Regions from separate parts of the Gossypium hirsutum genome. Here regions 1 and 3 are each linked to region 2. A link is a contact called in public Hi-C data. All regions are on one chromosome and are shown on one strand. Each heading gives the region's core, a stretch centred on a gene start, on an enhancer-like site or on the middle of the called end of the contact. The rest is flanking DNA. Distances are from core to core; before and after follow the strand shown.

The links. A called contact is a pair of places that touch in the nucleus more often than the background predicts.
Region 1: a contact with region 2 is called in a Hi-C map of leaf, with 3 times the contacts expected there. The contact joins the enhancer-like site here to the promoter of LOC107956188 in region 2. A contact is called at or near these places in 10 of 34 Hi-C or Micro-C datasets (anther, callus, hypocotyl and 3 more).
Region 3: a contact with region 2 is called in a Hi-C map of leaf, with 1.9 times the contacts expected there. The contact joins the promoter of LOC107889745 here to the promoter of LOC107956188 in region 2. A contact is called at or near these places in 13 of 34 Hi-C or Micro-C datasets (anther, callus, fibers and 3 more).

What each region holds. Positions count from the first base shown.
Region 1 is chrD06:30,368,613-30,373,383 of Gossypium_hirsutum_v2.1, reverse strand. LOC107889745 reads right to left here. Exons shown (of 20, transcript XM_016814338.2): 12 at 4,616-4,665; 13 at 4,423-4,501; 14 at 161-211; 15 at 1-36. Among protein-coding and RNA genes, the nearest start is that of LOC107889745, 16 kb to the right of the region's middle. Within about 2 kb of position 1,388, at least 2 of the 9 cell types and tissues checked have an H3K27ac peak or open chromatin away from gene starts, as enhancers often do.
Region 2 is chrD06:30,202,941-30,207,609 of Gossypium_hirsutum_v2.1, reverse strand. It overlaps LOC107956188 (cytochrome P450 78A7), which reads left to right and starts at 2,904. Exons shown (of 2, transcript XM_016891915.1): 1 at 2,904-3,896; 2 at 3,976-4,617. The coding sequence starts at 2,904. The coding sequence ends at 4,617.
Region 3 is chrD06:30,353,232-30,357,913 of Gossypium_hirsutum_v2.1, reverse strand. LOC107889745 reads right to left here and starts at 3,151. Exons shown (of 20, transcript XM_016814338.2): 1 at 2,689-3,151; 2 at 2,403-2,447; 3 at 1,492-1,530; 4 at 1-49. The coding sequence starts at 3,018.

The DNA of each region.
Region 1 (4,771 bases), core at 139-2,638, 170 kb before region 2:
TCAGAACTTATTGCAATTCCCTCCAATACAGCTAGACTAGAGAAGGATAAGTAAACCAATTAATAGGCATAAACATGGCAACATATAAGATTCTAAATTTCTGAACAAACAGCATGAAGTTGTATGGAAGACGCATCAAATCTCTAAGGAAAACCATTACCTACGAATAACCAGAGAAAAATATGAAGGTATTTGAAATTTGAACTTGTACCTGCCAAAAATTGAAAATGAAATCATGAATATTGGGAACATCTCTGAGAACAATTTAAGTGCCACCTCTAGAAGATCATATAACACAATACTAGTCAATAAACTTATTGAGATGACTAATCTGCTCACCCACAGCAATAGTTCCTTCTTACTCCTACCAAATAAAGCTATTTTTCTTTTCCCAATAGAAAAAAGCCATTCTTTCCGCTCGATCATCCAAAGATTCCATCTCCACCAAAAGCAGTTTGTCAATGTAAATAATTGGGTTAATGCATATTTTGCACCTGAAATGGACCATTGGTCTAGGTTGGTAAAGTTTTGTTTGACGAAGACTTTTATAGCAACCATTACCTAATCAAAGCGTGTCATGTTGAATTCACATCACCCTAAATTAATCCACATCATCCTATTGTCTTATGAGAAAGGATTGTATGAAATTGTGATTCCATGTCATCTATATCCCTTTCCAATTGGGAAATGACAAATCAGATTTTTCCACCTGATTTTCAGTTTTTTTTTCTCCTGAAAAAATTCAAATCCAACTAAAAATGCTAAAAATCAGGAGGAAAAATCCGATTTGTCATTCTCATATTGGAAAAGAATATATATGACCTGAGATCACAGTTTCATACAATCGCTTCTCACTGTATTATTAATAATGTCAAAACATTGCCAACTTTAGTTTAAAAGTTTCAAAAATAAAAAATAAAAAACTATAAATATTAAAAAAAATCAATTTTTATAAAAGCATATAAATACAATAAAAATTCAAAAAAGAATATATAATTTTTGCAAATCTCAAAAAATATAAATAAATTATTAAAAAATAAAACCTCAAATATATAAATTATGAAAAAGTAATGAAATTAAAGAAATTATAGATAAATTATAAATTAATATAGATCATATAAAAAATTATATAAGTTTCTGTCAGCTACAAATTCTCACTTTCTTTTATAAACCAAAAACTTGGCAAATACAACTTAATGGATTTGAAGATGAAATACAATTTGCACTGCGTCTTCAAACTTTCACTCCATTTTTCCCTTTGAACTTCTTGTTGTCTCAAACTGACGTTGTCGAAGTTTCATCCCCCACCACCAATTCTTGTAAGGAATCTTTTTATGTTATGCTTACAACTCCGGAACAAAGCTAAAACCCACGAATTTGACTCACCAGCCATACAGATTCAAGTCATTTTTAACGGTGCTGAATAAGGCAAGGAAAGCTTAAATTGTGGGGTCTAGGGCACAGCTTTTGTTTGGGCAAGGATTAAGAGGGCTGGAATGGATCAAAGGGAACGAAAAGAAGCTTCCATCAAAAATTGAGATAGAGATGAAAGGAGATTACGTCTTTTTGGGAGGGTTTTAAAGGATGAGAAAGTAAAAAAATTAAAGTGTTTTATTTATTAAATGTATTTAATTTACTGAAAACTGAAAGAAATTAAAAATTATTCATATGTATATTACACGTCTGCAAAGAGATATATAACAAAAAGCTAACATGGTTTAAATTTTTTTAACCAACATGTTTCCTAAGTGGTTGAAGATGCTAAATTAGCAAACAATTAATAGTGCTAACTTTTAGGGGCAAAGCGTGTAATGGTAGAACTACCAACTTAGTCCAGAAAACCTTTATGCACCAACCTAGACCAAGTGGCAAAGTTTAGGCATCAATAAGGGCAAGCAAGCGATTAAATCAATTGATTTGATCATGTTTTGTTAAACATAACCGAATTAACCAAAGACCCTCCTACTATAATCAAACTGACCAACCTTCACAGTCTTAACCGATTTAACCAAACTGACTTAACATCTCCAAAAGCATGGTTTAACAGATTCAACAAAATCATGATCTCGTTTGGTTAGCAACAAAGCAATGATAATCATACCCTCTCCATAAGACATTACAAGGGTAAGATCACTCTTCTTATAGTATATATTGACAACATTGTAATGACAGTAAATGAAAAAGAAGAGATGACTCAGCTAAAAGGGTGGTTGGCTCAGGAATTAGAAATAAAAGAGGGAGGGAGGCTACAATATTTCCTAGGGACTGAAGTTGCCAAATAAAGAAAAAATGAATCTTCATCTCACAGAGAAAACATATCCTAGATTTCTGGAAAAAAACTGGTATGATGGGTTGCAAGCCTGCAGAATGACCTATGGAGAGTAATCATAAGTTGCAAACAAGGATTGGAGAGTCAATGGAGAAGAAGATATATCAAAGATTGGTTGGAAGACTGATTTATCTCTTACACACTAGACCAGACAAAGTACATGCAATCAATATAATAAGCTAGTTCATGCATGATTCATATTCAGACAGACAAGTACATGATTCATGTTCCAGCAAAAGGTCTTCTTTTCTCTAAACATGGTCATCTCCAAATAGAAGCATACACAGTTGCAGATTGGGTTGGAACTCTAAATGATAGGAGGTCTACATCTGGGTATTGCACATTTGTGGGATGCAACCTAGTCACTTGGAGAAGCAAGAAGCAAACTGCAGATGCTCAACCAAGTGCTAAGGCAGAATACAAAGCTACAGTTCAAGGAGTTTGTGAGCTCTTGTAGTTACGAAAAGTGTTGGAGGATTTGAACTCTCCACGAAAAGAAAAATTATACTTATACAGAGACAACAAAGTTGTTGTAAGCATAGCTCAAAATCCAGTTTAAAATTATCTAACAAAACACATAGAGATCAATCATCACGTTATCAAAGAAAAATTGACTACAAGTGCGTGTCTTAAACTTAATTCATGTGACATCTGACGAGAAGTTAGCTAACGTGTTTAAAGAAGGATTGAGCAACAAGACCTATCACAATTTAGTTCGTGAGTTGGGCATGTGTGATGTCTATGCACCAACTTGAGGGGAGTGTCGACAGGTGATCAAATCAAGCTGACCAAATCAAGATTAAGTTATATTACTGATATTTAGGGATTGATTACTCATTTATAGCTATAATATTTCCTTAGATAGGCCTACATATGTTGTATAAATACCCATGTATTTTCTCATTCTCAATAAACACAAATTCTTCATTTCTTTCTTCTAATTTCGTTTCTGATTTTCAACAACTAATTATCTGCTGATGCAGGTAGTAATAAGGAAAATCTATTGGAGAGATAACTGGTTCAATGTTTTGTTTTTTTCATGCAAGTCTATGCTTTCCAAAAGACAGGGCACGTGCCAGATGGACAAGTGGAACTTTCCTTGAGCCTTCAACTCTTTATTACACAACAAATACCAGCACAGTTTTTAGTGGCTAGAATTCTTTAAGAAAGTTTAATGATACGACACCTCCCTTAAAAACTTACCCTAGGAGGAAAAATATAAATTACCACATGAGCATCACATGAATATGGAAGAAGTCAGCCATTATAGGGTCTCACAAAAATCAAGGGGAATCTTCAACAACTTGCAAAGTCTACATGACTTCCTCATATCAATGGAAATCTGCAACTACTTGCAGATTCAAACTTCCTAATATCAAGGGGAATCTGCAACTACTTGCAGATTCTGCACAGCCACTTTCTTTTGATATGTTATTCTGTTGAGTTTGAGGAAATGTCTTAAGGCTTTACTAGTATAAATAAGCTGTTTAACCGGTTCAATTTCAGCACAAGTCATTTTGTTCATTGTATTGGAGATTTGTCCACTCCACACAAACAATGTTTGGGCGTTTAAGATTCTTGCACTCATGTTTGCAAATAAAATACTTTTCCTTTTATTCTTTTTCTGCAGCTCCTATCACTTAACAAGCTGTATTATACCTACAGATGTGCTTTCAATTCTTATACTGGCAAAAGTAAATGCTTCCTGAATTAATGAATCAAAATTTCATCTCAACTGTACATCAGTTTTAACTCAGAACTAACCATCTTAAATTTTCCTGGTAGCATGGCATTGTTCACAAGTTAGCTCTCTTCACCATTGGAGCATCTCTTTTGTGGGTTCCCTCACTTTCCTGTCTATTTAATTTTACGTACTTCAAGAAATGTCCCTAGTTTCTATTTTCAGTGCTTTCAATATATTATTATTTGTTTCAAGTAATCAACCTTTGTTCATACGTGACTTGCACATGCTAGAGAGAAGATCTACACACTTACAAACATACAAATTACCAACATAACAAGGACAAACATTGGAGAATAGCACATGAACATAATTTCAATGCATATGATAAAAATCAAACAGAACTCCTTACATGGTAGTTCCCAAATTTCCTAAAAGGTCTCCAAAGCTTATATTTCGGACTCCTTTGGCAACTGCATCCTGGAAGACACCTAAAGACAGATGATCAAGGAGAGGCGATAATTACTAATTAGTTCAGAGAGGCAATCAATTTCTAAAAGTACAGATCTTTGGAGCGCAGTCTCATCTAGAAATAGAAAGGAAACCTGTTAAAGCTTTTGTAACAGCCTCCTTTTCCGCAGTTGGTGGAAGAAGCCTGTAATTTAACCAAAACAAATAAGATTCCCGGTAAGTACTGTTAGTTAATAATTAATCCAGGCTTCGACATGTTGAATCAATATAATAATTTTTTTTTCAGATAT
Region 2 (4,669 bases), core at 1,655-4,154:
TTGATCTTCTCAAGGTGACTACCGAACTGATTTTTCACCCTTTGTGCAAAACTGTTGAAAATTGGCCAAATTATACAAATTTAGTATAAAAATAACTAAATTTAAAAATGTTTCATAAATTAATTTCAATTTAATTATTTCATAATAAAAGTATAAAATTGGACAAAAATTACTTAAAACTGCAAGAATTAGTGCTCAAAAGGTGTTGGAAAAGTCTATATATTTTAGTGTTTCCACCGAATCAAGCTCGTGAGTGACTAATGACCAAATTAAGTGTATAGGATGCCAATTGAGGTCCAAGAATATAAGGAATAATGATCAAGTCGTGAGACAAGGAGTCCAATAAGACAACGAACCTATCAAGGCCCAAAAAACACTTAACATTGTGACGGGGAGCTCCCTCTCGTCACGATGATGCGACGGAAATAGGAAGACTTTGCATGATGTTGACATCAAGATGAGAAGCATTCCCACGTCTTGACAACGTGACTTGACATGGAAGAAAAGAGTTGATTTTCTTAGACAGCATATTTGGAAAATTTCCATAATTAGACCCTAGTTTTTAGCAGAATATATTATTCGTTGGTATATAAGTGTATCTTGAATTGAGTGGTCACCAAGTAGGCCGATGCCTATATAAGCAACCTTAGGATCATCAGAATTGTAAGCAGTTTTAGACCTAGACAGTTTTTCCATTCAGTTTTAGTTTTATTTTCTTTTTATGTTCGTGTACGTCAGAACTTTTCTATTCCGATGTGAAGATAATCGCAAGCGGAGATTGCTCCAGATCTGCGTTTCAATATATTTATCAATGAGCATTCTCCTATCTCTCTCTTATTCTTTTATTTATATTTTTTTCTCTAATCAATTAGTGTTTGTAACAATATTGAATAATTTCTTGAGTTTATTTTATATCTTGCATGTTTTGATTATTAAATTAATTTATTTGTTAAGTAACTATTTATCTAAAATTGGGTATTTATTCAAGGGTACTTAGTATATTAGGGAGTGACACCCCTAATATAATATTGAGACAAGTGAGACTGGAAGGGTATCCTATCGTGTACAACTTGTGCCAAGCGATGAGACAGGAAGAGTATTCGTATGCCTAGGAAGAGACCATAAATGTGGCTTAGGTGATAATCCTTAATGAAGATGAACTGGAAGGGTAGTCATAGCTAAAGATGATAAATAACTAATCGAGGATAAGTAATTATTTAATTAGATAATTAGGGATTTAATCAATCATAGGCTAGAGGCTCACATTGTCGACACTAAGAATAGGAAAGTCCATTAGGTTAATTTTAGGTTAGTTAATTTAATTAGTTTAATTGAAATAATTTTATTTGGATTAACACTACTAATTCGTGACTCGATTAGATTAGTTATTATTTTCTGTAATTAATTTAATATTAATTTCTCTAATCTGCAATCTCTTAGGTATGATCCTCGGAATACTTACCAATATTTCGTTGTACTAAACTATATTACAATTTAACTCGTACACTTGCTGACACTGTCGATTTAATTTAATATATTTTTAGTGTGATATTTATTCTATAAATGATAGCACGTTTATAGGTGATCATTCACCCTACTAGGAAAAGAGCCATATAGTCTTGTTAGAGAGGTTATGATTTGGTTAAGCAAAGGAAAAAGATGATCAAGAGAGAAGGAAGAAAGTTGAGTCAACAAGGTGAGAGAGTAAGGGAACACGGCTCTTTTTGGGTTGAAGACTGTTTATATAGGTAGATCTAGTGGATGACATGATATTGCTTAAATTGTAGAGTATATAGTTGTTAAGTGATGGTTGTTCTATTGGAGTGGTCTGGTTGATTTACGTGTTTCTCACTTTCTAAATCAATAGTACCCTTGACGAAGATAAACTAACATAGTCAGCGATATGAACATCAGTGAAGGTAGACGAATGATGAGGAAGGTCATTATTTTTCTTTTTTTTTTCTTTTTTTTGCAAGGACGAAGGTCATTATGTTTAACAAATATAATAAACAACTGCCTAAATTAGAAGTTTTTCTTTTTGGTGTCTGGATTTGAACACCTCAACCCAGCTCTTGGGAAATTTTAATTATATCTAACAAAATCTTGAAGTCAAACCATAATATGTTGGTTGATTAAGAATAAGATCTTAAAAAAGAAAAAAGAAAAAAAGATAGAGATATGTATCTAGATTCTCAACTAATGGAATTTGCTTATAGATGTAGATAAAATGAACTTTGGAACACTAGAGAATAACAGATTTTATTATGTAATTAATGTTGAGCAACAGAAATTAATAATAATGTCATTAAACAGTAACAATCCGAATATATTAAGTGCTACATTTTTTTATGGTCTAAATAGTTTAATTAACAATTAATTATGTTGATTGTTAAGGTGATTCTATCAATATAATTGCCAATTCGGACCTCATTAATAATAGCTCATTTTGTTAATTATGATATGTATAAATTTATATGTTGATATTAAATTATATGATGACACAAAATAAGTATAATTTTAACACATGGCATTACTTAATTCATTAATGGCGTATAAACTAAATGATTAGGTTTTTTCTTTGTTCAAAACAAATCTTAAATAGAATTCTCACAGCCAAGAATTTAGCTAGGGCTGACCAGATTTGACCCTGTGTGAACTAATGGAAGATATAAGATTATCCATCCCCATATAGAACGCATGCATAATTTTGATTAATACTTTTTTTGAGCAATAATTATTGTAGGATAGCTTACCAAACAAACAAAGATTCGAAATAAATAAATAAATGGAGCTCTATACAGCAATGCCTATTTAAGCGGCTGGTGTGTGTCACCAGCCAAGCCCCAAGTGCCTTCCTCGGTGATCTCCCAACTCGGCTAGCATTTTTCATTTGTTTCATAAGTATGGGTTTGGCTCCTATTTGTATCGACAAAACCTGGTGGGTCTCAACGTTCCCAGCTATTGTAAAAGCAAATAACTTGGTAGATGGTTTCCTTTTGTTTAGCATTTTCATGGCAGTTTTATTGGGTGGGTTTTTAACTTGGGCTTTATCCCCTGGGGGTTTAGCCTGGAAAAATGGCAGAAACCGATTAGGTGAGGTCCCAGTCCCTGGTCCCAGAGGGTTCCCTTTCTTTGGCAGTTTATTCAGCCTAACCCACGGTTTGGCTCATCGAACCCTTGCTTGCATGGCTTCAAAACAAGCCGCTACCAATCTCATGGCTTTTAGCCTTGGATCAACTCCTGCTGTTATAACATCCGATCCCCAAATTGCTCGTGAAATCTTGACCTCTCCTCATTTTGCTAACCGTCCGATCAAAGCAACAGCTAAGAAGCTAATGTTTAGCCGGGCCATTGGCTTTGCTCCCGATGGTACTTACTGGCGGCTTCTAAGGAGGATTTCATCCACTCACCTCTTTGCTCCAAAGCGCATTGCAGCCCATGAAAAGAGTCGCCAACTAGACTGTGGCTCCCTGTTATGTGCCATTGCTAAAGAACAGTCCTCCAATGGAATTGTTGTTTTACGCAAACACCTTCAAGCAGCAGCTCTTAACAATATAATGGTAACAGTATTCGGTAAAAGATATGACCTCTGCCAAGGTGATGACGACGAAGCTAAAGAGTTGCAAGAGATTGTAAGAGAAGGGTTTGAGATATTGGGAGCTTTTAACTGGTCGGATTATCTACCTTGGCTGAGCTACTTTTATGACCCTTTTCGAATCAATGAACGCTGTTCAGTTCTTGTCCCCCGAGTGAAAAAACTAGTGAACCAAATCATCGAACAACATCGTTTGAATCAATCATCAAAGGTTGCTGATAGTTCAGATTTCGTTTCTGTGTTGTTATCTTTAGATGGCGACGATAAACTCAATGAGGAAGACATGGAAGCAGTCTTGTGGGTGGGTATTAATTTATAATTTCTTTAATTATAATATATTTTGAAGTTCAATTAACGAGTTCGATCGCTTGTGTTGGCAGGAAATGATCTTTCGGGGAACGGATACAACTGCGCTTTTAACTGAGTGGATCATGGCCGAGTTGGTATTGAACCCTGAGATTCAATCCAAGCTTCACCAGGAGCTTGTTGTTGCAGTGGGAGACAAGAGCGTGACAGATGCTGATGTGGCTAACTTACCCTACCTTCAAGCAGTAGTCAAAGAAACCCTCAGGTTGCATCCACCTGGGCCGCTCCTTTCATGGGCAAGGATATCCACGTCAGATGTCCAACTCAGTAATGGCATGGTGGTCCCATCAGACACTACAGCCATGGTCAACATGTGGGCCATAACCCATGACCCAAATGTGTGGGAGGATCCACTTGTTTTCAGGCCAGAGAGGTTTGTTAAGTGTCTAGGTGGAGCTGAGGTGGATGTGAGGGGTGGTGATCTTAGGCTTGCACCGTTTGGGGCAGGACGAAGGGTCTGCCCTGGCAAGAACTTGGGGCTGGTCACAGTGGGCCTTTGGGTGGCTAAGTTGGTTCAACACTTCAAATGGGTTCAAGATCTGGCTAACCCAGTCGACCTAACCGAGCTGCTTAAGCTGTCCTGTGAGATGAAGAATCCTCTGCGCGCCCTGGCTATTCCAAGAAACAGTATTCTACGACGGTCAGGAGACTGGTAAAAGAATAAATAAAAGCCAAGGGATATAATGTTTCCTCCACGTTGTCTTTGTA
Region 3 (4,682 bases), core at 1,902-4,401, 150 kb before region 2:
GATCTTGCAACAATGAGAGTTCATCTAAATATGATGGTGGTATCAGATCCTACATAAAAGCATCTTGAAAGGTTCTTATATTGGAAATGAATACAGCACATTATGTATCATATGATGCAAAGCAGTATGAGCATTAAGAAAGCCCTATATGAAGCATGCAGTTGACTTCAGGATGTTGCTGGAAAGGCTTAAAACAGATTGTAAGTGATTACTGACCCATCAACATCAAATCCTACACGTAGAGCTACAGGAATGTGCGATCTAATTTTCAAGCACAATGTCTAAGCCAGATACCAGCAATACTGATTCTGAAACTTGATGTTTCTGTAGAATGATCTTTGTTTGGAATGGCCAAGGCCACAAACTTTAGGAATGCCTTATCCATTACCCTATCCTAGACATACCTAAAATGATAGTGACACAAATAAAAAGAAGATCAAGGAAAACCAGAGTTAGAGAGTACAGAAAGGCAGTAAAACATATTGCAACAAGAAAATAAGTCAATAAATCAGCCTCCATGTTAAAATACCAACCCATCAATTTACATTACATGTACTGCTAGTTGTTTTATAGGAGGCCAAACTTAAAGCTAAACTGCTGTTCGAGGAAAGTAAATGTGAACTTAATAGGTAAAACTACATTTGAAGAACCAAGGGTGCAGTTAATGACATATCCATCATCATGCTAAGTGATATTTAAAATGATTGAGGAGATGAAAAATACAGTTCCAAATAACCATTCATCAAAATTTTCTTTTTGTGATTTGCTTTCCAGTGACTTGTTCTCAACAAATAACTTCTGGGATGAAGTTAATCAAGTTTGAAAGATTCCAGAGACTATCTTCAAGAACAATGATATGTGGTTAGGATCCAATCAACTATCTTTCATATATATATATATATATATATATACATACATGGAAACTTCTTGTTCGAAATCTATATTAGCACATTAAACTAAGCCTTTAACATAGTGCACAGAAGATTCCTTCGAAACGCAGATCCTGAACTAACCAAATAGAACTATTAGCTGTTCCTAAATTCTGAGACCATGCAACTTTGCCCCTAAAGGAACCAAACAGGAATGTAGAAATTTCATTAACCAAGGTAGTTTCAATAGAAATAAAAATCTAGTTTCAGCTGTCATTTTCTGTCTCCACTTTGTTTAAAAAAAGTGTATCTCCAACCCATAAAAAAGGAAGGAAAAAGAACTCGGACAGTACAAGAGATTAGTTCCTGTAATATTCATATGAACTTCAAAAGCCAAAAGGATGAGTTTATCAATAATAAAAAAATGCAGCTTTTCATTATAGTAGAAAAGCCCTTTCCTATAATTTGAGTGCATATAACAAGAAGACCCATTGCAAAAACCAAGTTTAACAAACCAAAGCAGACAGAGGACCCAACATGCATCACAAGTTTAAAGGAAAATTAGAAAGCACGTAAATTTGTGAAGCACATGAAACTTATCCTAGATGCTACGAGAACTTACAGGTCGTGATGAAACAGCTTGAGCAATTTTAATGTATGCCTACAAAGAAGAAAGAAAGAAAACTAAATTTCTTTAAAAATGAAATCAAATCAAAGGTGATTCCAAGTTATTAGCAATCTAAATCCAAGCACAATAGTATATAATTGTTTGTGTGTTAGTAAAAAGAGGCTAAACATTAAGAGACAGTATAGCTTATGGCCAAAAGAAAAGTCTATATGGCAGAAAACTCCATAGAAGAAATTCTCTTTAACAATTTTTTTCAGACAACTTTTCAAAGATACATTTAAGACAGACCCAGAAAGAATTTGAATTTGAGTAACAGTGCATCTTAATGGAAAAATGGGAAGTATAGCTGATCTGCAGAAAAATGAAATGACAGCATAAACCGCTCTAGTGGCTAAAACATGAATGATAAAGTAAACATCACATTAATATCTATATCATGATTTTCTAGAATTTTCAGGTGACATTTAAAGTGAACAAGCTTTTACTTCCTGCTGCCCCTGCTCCCTTTTTCCCTTTATCTCTATGATGATCGAATCATTTGTTCAGCTGCACTTTGCATTCTCTAAAACATTGTGAACCTTTTTCCACTATTTTCCACAAATATTTTAAACATTGACTGAATTTTCTGTACCATTTAACTTTTTTAAGTACCGATGAACTGGAATTTTGAGAAAAACAAAGCTACAAAAAAGCGCAATGTTCAGTAGAAAAAAATCATAACTTAACAGTAAAATTTAAATAGGGGACAGGTGAAAATGTAAAGATATCAGCCAAATGATGGTCGGTTTGATTATAAAGGGAATCAGTTAATAGATGAACTAACAGAAATTTAAATCTCCCCGAGCTTAACATGCAAGACAAACGCTTTATAACTGAATCTTATGCACAATACTGAAATAATATACCGGCCCAAGTTCCACCAGAATTTTTCGAAGCTCGGCAGCTCTAACCTGCAAATCAGAAACAGTAAAAATCAAAATTTCAAGAAAACTTCAAAATATGTAAGGCTTCCTTCGGCTGAAATTAAAATTTTGGAATAATAAAAAATTGAATTTTTAACTTTTGGGAGTAACAACACATAATTCTAATGGCGTAAAAATTTAGAAAACGGAGTCAAACAAATTCGACGTCAGCATCAATTTTCTCAGAAAGTGAGTCTACTTTAAACGTAAGGAGTAATTAAAGTTAAACCTTGAACATTTGATCGGATCGTTCCATAAGATTATCAATATATCGAACTCCGAACCATTTTCCAAAAGTAGTACCGACTTGAATAAGCCGACGCAACAAAATCAGGGGTTTTCTTCTATAAATAGCGGCGATTCGTGAAGGGCTGTAATCGAGTAAGGACTCAGCCTCAAAGGCACTGAGCTGGAAAAGGTAACCTGACTTCTTCGTGAAAGAATCAACTTCAAGTCCCGCAGCGGCGCGTATGATGGGGCGTGGTTTTGAACGGAAGCTAAGTTTTGGAGTGGCGGGAAAGGAGTGGATTGGAGAGGAAGGAAGAAGTAGTGGAGCCATTTACTCCTTTTTCGGTGTAACTGTTTCTGTTTAAACTTTTTTTCGGTTCTTTTTCATGAAAATATGAAAGAGTTAGAGAAATAGAAATGGTATGCGATGGACAAAATAGGAAAAAGAAAATGTGACAGAATAATAAATGCTGAGGTTAGAAAATTATGTGAAAAAGGAAAGAGGAGCAAGCGTACAGGCACCGTCCTTTTTTTTCGTCCTTTAATATTTTATCCATTTCCAAGGGATGCGTACCTGCCTCCTGCCAGAAAATAAAAAATTTAATTTTTTCCATATCTTAACATCGGGTAGGATCTAATTAGTGTACTTTATTCCTAAAGCACACCATATACATATAGAAAGTACAAATTTAGAATATAAATAAATATTTAAAATTAGTATATAATAATAAAATATATGAGTTGAAACTAATTAATAATAAGGTAAACTATTATAATAGTCACTTTTGTTTATTTTATGTTACATTTTAGTTTTAAAATATTATATTTTAGTCACTTACGTTATCGCATTATAACATTTTAGTCACTGAACCATTAATTTTCAGTAATAGTATAACGATAAACTGACGTGGCATGTTAAAACATCAGTTCAAACAAAATTTTTAGGTTAATTTATACAATCGATCTCATATTTTTTGGTTTTGAGTAATTTTTTTCTATTATATTCTTTTAACTTTTTTTCCATTCCCTTCTGCTTTTCCCTCTATTTCCCTTCATTACCTAATTCTTTTAACATAATTTTTTTATGTTTTTCATTTATTAAAATTAGAATCTATACTTTTATTTTTTTTGAACAATTTAATTTTTTCGAGTGAGGTGAGATTGTGGACTAGTTTTAACAAATGAAAAATATAGAAAAACTACGTTAAAAGAAATGAGGAAGGGAGGAAAACAGAGGGAGAAGTAGAAGAGAATGAAAAAAAAAGGAAAGTTAAAAGAACATAAAAAAAATTAAATTGCTCAAAATGAAATATATATATATGAACCAATTGTAGAATTTAACCTAAAATTTTTGTTTGAAATGATGATTTAACGTGTCACGTTAGCTTACTGTTACACCGTTAACGGCTCTGTGACTAAAATGTTACAATGCAATAACGTAAGTGACTAAAACGTAACATTTCAAACAAAAGTAACTAAAATGTAACATGAGGCAAACAAAAGTAACTATTTTGGTAATTTACCCTTAATAATAACACATTAAATATGTGCGATGTTAAAATGAAAATAAATTAGATTAAAATTGTTCATTATGGTGTTGTCATCAATCTTGAGTGTCGAGTTAACTTGTTACACCAACTCAACGAAATACATTAACATAGATACACAATTGATATACGTAATAAAGTGTGCATGATAAAAATTAAAATTAAAATATCAAAATAAAGTTTTAGCTAAGTGGTAAATTAAATATTTTACTAATGCAATTGGTTCGAATTCAAATCTCATCATATTCATACTTTTATTGTTTTTTTTAAATAAAAAGACTAAATTACACTTGAATAATATAACTTATTTTAACTATGAAAGAGTATTTTTGTAATTTCTCTAACTGAGCTGATGACTCAATTTGTTTGAGTGGTGAATTTAAAGTTTTTCAATGTAATTGGTATGGATTTAAATCCCACTATATGTATTTTTTTTAATTAAAAAGAT